Regions from separate parts of the Arachis hypogaea genome. Here region 1 is linked to region 2. Evidence: chromatin contacts called from public Hi-C data. All regions are on one chromosome and are shown on one strand. The core of a region is the stretch at or near the end of the contact, and the rest is flanking DNA. Distances in the headings are between cores, read along the strand shown.

Evidence for each region. Hi-C and Micro-C count contacts between places; a contact is called where the count stands out from the background.
Region 1: a contact with region 2 is called in a Hi-C map of leaf, with 2.0 times the contacts expected there. The contact joins the promoter of LOC112750821 here to the promoter of LOC112750818 in region 2. A contact is called at or near these places in 2 of 8 Hi-C or Micro-C datasets (both in leaf).

What each region holds. Positions count from the first base shown.
Region 1 is chr15:135,759,824-135,763,146 of arahy.Tifrunner.gnm2.J5K5, reverse strand. It overlaps LOC112750821 (organic cation/carnitine transporter 1-like), which reads left to right and starts at 1,460. Exons shown (of 2, transcript XM_025799686.3): 1 at 1,460-1,945; 2 at 2,801-3,323. The coding sequence starts at 1,534.
Region 2 is chr15:135,586,680-135,589,667 of arahy.Tifrunner.gnm2.J5K5, reverse strand. LOC112750818 (eukaryotic peptide chain release factor subunit 1-3) reads left to right here and starts at 1,559. Exons shown (of 6, transcript XM_025799683.3): 1 at 1,559-1,872; 2 at 2,749-2,988. The coding sequence starts at 2,774.

The DNA.
Region 1 (3,323 bases), core at 211-2,710, 170 kb before region 2:
AATATTATATAATATATGACAAAATATAAGTCACGAGGATTATCATACAGAATCTACTTGTGTGAAATTTAAATGGAGCATCTATCCTTTAAAAAAAATTGAAATGAATCATGCGTCTTTATATAGATATCTTAACTCTAAATGATTATAATTATTATTTTTTTTTAACAAAAAAAGCTTAATACACTAAAATGAATTAACAAAATCAGATATTACAGAAACAAAAAAATCAAAATTAGAACATTAGTGATATTAATTTATTGTCATTTTAGACATTATCATCAACAATTAAATATATCAGTATCATTCCATTCTTTGTAACTCAAAAACATCTTTTTTTTATGACCTCAAGTCCTCAACACTTTTTTCAAGATATGGTAGTAATTTATATATATGAGATATTTTCTATTTCTTAAAGTAACTTTTAGAATTAAATTAGATAAATAATTCAATCTGAATTTTAATAATATGACATCAAAATTTATTAAGTTTAATGTTATCATGTTACTCATTTTATTAAGAGTACCAACCAGGCATGTAATTCCAAAAGTACATTTGGATATAAAATGAAATTTGAGTAGAAACAAGTTTTTTTTTTTTTTTTTAAAGAACTAACACTAAATTTTTTTAATTTAACCTGAACTTAAACTAAAAAAATTGATGAATACCAAAACGTAAGATGAAAATAACACCAACTCTAAGGTTCAATGGTTTATATATTGTATTTTAATAACAAAATAAAATATTCTAAATATAAAATGATATTCTTACAAAGTTCAATAACTTAAAATTCAAAAATATTCTAAATAACATATTTAAATTTAGTATTACAACATTTTTTTTTTTAAAATGGTAGGTGTCCCACTAACCCGATCAACCTCTTTCCGGCAATGCTCGCATCTCAAACAAAATGCGTGCGGATTAAACAGACATTTTTTTCTATTTTGTAGGATTAATTTTAATGTTCATCGTATTTTTATTAATATTACTTAATATTTCAGATTAATATCTTATTTTTATATTATTAAAAGTTAGGATTTGTTTTAGTATAAAAATATTTTTATTAAATAAAAATAATAAATTTTATTAGCTATGTAGTATTTTTTTTTTTTTTTGAAAACATAAAGCCACAACTAAATTGCTACGGATACAAAACAACTAATATATTGAAAAAGAGTACTGTTTTTCTTTTGAAATTTGTGATAACTTAGGACACTATCTATCGATAAAAAACTAGAAAAAAAAACCTTTAATATTAAATGACTACGAATTAATGAAAACGTTTAGAAGATCCCACTTTTATGTCTTTAATGCTTTTAATGAGGAGACTTTTAACAAACAAAACCCATGTCTAATTTATATGTATTTTATTTTTGTTGCAACTTTATTTTAATGTTCTAGAAATATAGAAGGAGAGCACAATAACACTATAAATAAGAGTGTATGTGCATTGTAGGAAGGGAGCAAAACAATAGGCACTAATAATAATTAATTATTTATTTCCATTGTGTTTTGATTATTGTAGAAAGCATCATGGAACAGGATCAATCAGAAGAGAGTCATGGAAGAAGAGGCACAACCCTGGTGGAAAGCGAAGAAGGCACAAAACTTGAGCTAACTGTGGATGAAGTTGTGGAAGCTTATGTAGGCTCACTTGGATTATCCCAAATCTTGCATGTGCTTGTGGTTTCATTTGCATGGATATTTGATGCACATAGCACATTGGTCACAATCTTCAGTGATGCACAGCCACCTTCTTGGAGGTGCAAGAATGGGGTGTACTGCACCGACGGCCGCGGCGGTTCTGTTTGTGGCTTGGTGCCTGGGAGCTGGGAATGGGTTGGTGGAGATAGAAGCTCCACCGTAGCTGAATGGGGACTTATATGTGATAGGAAGTTTCTTGCTGCTGTTCCTGCTTCTGTCAACTTCCTTGGTTCTCTTTTAGGTATATACCTGTTTAGAATCTTAATTACTATGTTTATATTCATTTATGCTAATATACATTTACTAAAATCATTACTCTATACTTTTAATTTAGAATATCATATATCACCATAATATAGTCTCATGCTTCGTATATATTTAACGTTAATATGTGTACAAAAAAATTAATTATCAAGTCAGTCATTTGTATAAATATTAGAATATAAAAGATACATTAAAAGTATATAAAACATACATATATTTATAAATAAATACATGACGATTAATCTAGTAGTTAATTTTTTATATACACATAAACAAATACCTTGCATTTTGTACAAAGGATACAGGGTTTTTTGATCTTTGGTGATTTTATATCCCCTTTTTTGGACTCAACTGATAGAACATGTAATTGCGAAAATAATTGGTTCTATGTAATAAACTTTTCACCCATTGCAAAAGTGAATTATTGGATATGAATTTGGCCATACAGAAGCATATGAAATACAAAGACTCAATAGCCTATAATATAATATAGTATAATACATAGTGGATGAGTTTAAGGGGCGGGCATCCATACATATGATGTTGTGAATATGAATTGTGTTAGTAATTAACTAATGGAAAAGTACACGTAGACAATGAAAATATTAAATAATGTGGAAAATGGATGTATCAGATATTCATTTTATTAGATGTACGGATGATTATTCTAATATTAAGATTTAGGTGGATAATTTGAAAATGTAGTGTATTTTTATTTGATTGGTGGTTATTCATGTTGTTCAAGAAAATCATTAGTTAACTAGCATAACCCTTAACTAATTAGTTACTTTGTAACAACATTAAATAACATGTTCTTCAAATTTTGGTTCAGGGTCTGCGATATTTGGGCACCTAGCAGATACTTGGCTTGGAAGAAAAAGAGCAGTGATGATTTCATGCATCTTAACCTCCATAACATTTTTTGCCACATCCTACTCCCCAAACCTCTACGCCTATGCCTTCTTCCGATTCTCAACAGGGTTTGCGAGATCAGGAATCGGCATAAGCTGCATTGTCCTCGCCACAGAGTCAGTTGGACGCAAGTGGCGAGGCCAAGCCGGCCAATACAGCTTCTTCTTCTACACAATTGGATTCCTCTCACTCCCTCTTCTGGCATACCCAACAAGAACAAATTGGAGGAACTTGTACAAATTCTTGTCCATTTTGCCCCTGGCATACGCAATCATAATACTCCCCTGGGTCTCTGAATCCCCAAGGTGGCTTCTAATAAGAGGCAGAAGCAAAGATGCATTGAAAGTGTTGAAATATTTCGCCAAAATAAACGGCAAAGACGAATTCCCTCAGAATCTAACCTTAGCAAATCCTTCTGAACTGAAAGATGAAGAATCCGGAAC
Region 2 (2,988 bases), core at 310-2,809:
AAACAAAAAAATTAGACAACACCCAACAGCATATAACAACATGAAAAAGCTTTAACTTCTTTTACAATCACTCACCCGATACCTTAGACATGCATGGAACAATCTATTTGGATTCTCTGTTGTCCCAAATTTCTTAATCACAGTCTTCAGCCCACAGAAACATGATCCATCATGAGAATTCACCCTCCTCCTTCGCATCGAAACACTAGATCCATGACTGTCGTGCGATGCATGTGACAAACCACCACCACAACCACCATTTCCTATCTCCATCCACTCAGCCAGCCAGGGATTACGACTCCTACTTACCTCTACTGCCACCGAAAGTGATCACGGCGATGTATTTATCGTTCAAATTGGGATTAGGGTTTATACACTCGAATGACTAATTTGACGTCTTAAACATAACTTATCTTGTCAGCAACAACATGCTACAACTTGGCGTTTGCCAGCTTCGCACTTAACGGGCCACGTAAGCGGCCTTTGCCATCTTAGCTATGAAGATGACGGAAGGACAAACGTGAACAATTGAGGTATCTTTCGAGGACGTTTTTTATTAATTTTGACTTTCGGGGACGAAAATGGAGATCGAGGACACTTTCAGGGACGAAATTGACTATTAACTCTATGTAAATTGTTGCATGCTCAAAGATCATTTATTATGATGATTTAAATTGAGTTAAATCACTAGTGTTCCGACCCGACCCGGCCAGTGCAGTGTCCGACCCGGCCCGAGCGGCCGACCAAGTGGGCCACGTATGCCCGGATTGCTACCCGAACGCCTGCTCCCTGACAGCCAGCTGCAAGACAGCTAGGAGAGGAAGCTTTATGGAAAGAGACGTCTCCTGTGGGACCCGCCCTACTGACAGGTATATATGGAGAGGGCCCTACCCCTCCCTCACGGTATGTCACTATCTCACACTCTCACCGCCATCTGTGAAAAACTTTGACTTGGGCGTCGGAGTGTCATTGCAGGTGGCTCCCCCTTCATATCGCGACAACTTGGGAGGTCATCTACCCTCAGGTCTCGCTCACCAGACCCAGATCAAGGCCGATTCCCACCATCACACTTAGAGAACACCTCCGACCCGTCCGGCATACGAAGTATCGAACAACTAGTTTGTTGCTAATTAGTAAGGCATGGAACGATTCGTGAGACCTCACGGCTCACATGATCTAGTAGCATGGATGATTGGCTGTAAATATATATTGGTTTGGATCAATTTAGATAATAAAATTGATATAATTTATATATTATTAGTTTGATTTTTTTTTAAGATAATCCCATTTTATTAAAAAAATTGTATCTATATTGGTTTGAATTTATTTTTTAAACTAATTCAATTCAAATTAGCGTGAATTAAATTAAATGAGTTTATATTTGAGTCAAAATTTACATTTTAATCTTTTAGAATTTGAATAGCTAATCTATATTTTTAATATATTTTAAACAATACTTTCAAATTCTTATTATTGGCATTCGTATTAAACTCTTTAATATTATGAGTTTTGACTTTTGAAATCAATATTCTTGATTTGATTTTCAGTTACCGAATGCGAAAAGATCTCATTTAAAATTACATATTTGGATGCCACGTTAATCACCTCACAGCTAGAAATTTCCAGAAAGAGGGGGGACAAAACAGTAAATTACTTGATTTCACGGCCAACTCTGCGTAACAAGTAAGGAACTGCCACGCCTAGCTCAACACGAACGACGTCGTTCCCATTACCATTATAAAAGCCCAAACCCCCCTTTTTGCCTATCAGGTTCAGTTCTGCTAATCAGCTAGGGCACAAAAGAATCTCTCGTTTTCTCTTTCCCCTTCTTTCTCATTCTCTCGGCCTCCGTTCCGTTTCGTCGCTAAAACGGTACTTCTTTATCTCTGCATCTAATTTTCCTGTTCTAGTAGCTGATCGTGTGTTTGATTCATTTGATTATGTTTTTCGATGTTTTGATTGCTTGTTTTATTTTGCATTCTTGCTTTTACGTGTTGGGGTTTGTGACGGTGTTATTATATTATATATGAATATGGATTAGTATATATTAAATTGGCATGTTCTGCTGCAGATTATGTCATGTCCGTGGATTTTGCTGTTAATAGTTGTTGGTTTGTTCTATTTAATATTATGGTCTTTTTGGCGGCTTATTTATTTGGTTTTAATTTTTTATTTGCAACTTGCCATGAGTGGGATAAACGTCAGGACTGAGTAAAAAGGATTGATTTTGTAATTAAAAATAGTAATTATGATTTATAGTGTTGAATATCATGCTCCTTGGACGCTGTGTTTATATTAGTTTAATGATTTATGCGAGGCTTTGTGGATAGCAAAAAGGAACTTTTTTGTTTTTTCTAATAAAATTTTATCCGAGAAAGTGTAGATGAACATTATCAGATCTTAATACGAATACTTTGTTTATAGTGTATTCTAATTTCCAATTAAACGGAACAAGAGGAGTCCTGTGTCTTTTTTCTAATTATTTGTTTCCATTGTTTTGTTGTTCTCTTAGTTGATCTTCTGTGTTTATTTCCTATATTTTGCGAATTCTTGAACAGCAGCTGTTATTAGTGTGGTGGTCTGATTTTCTATCATGATTTGTCTTTCACATTTATTTATGTGGCTAGCAATTGTGTTCATGTAAGTGATTTTTTGTATGTGCTTGATTCCTGATTGTTTTGACCATGTGTCAGTTTGTTGATTATGTAAGTGATTTTTTCTCGTTTGTTCCTTTTTATTACTGAAAAGGTTATTGGCCAACAATTGTTCTGAGATGGCTGATGCACACGAGACTGACAAGAACATTGAGATTTGGAAGATCAAGAAATTGATCAAAGCTCTCGAGGCTGCTAGAGGAAATGGGACAAGTATGATTTCCCTTATCATGCCCCCACGTGATCAAATATCTCGAGTTACCAAGATGCTTGGTGATGAGTTTGGTACTGCTTCCAACATCAAGAGCAGGGTGAACCGGCAGTCTGTGCTTGG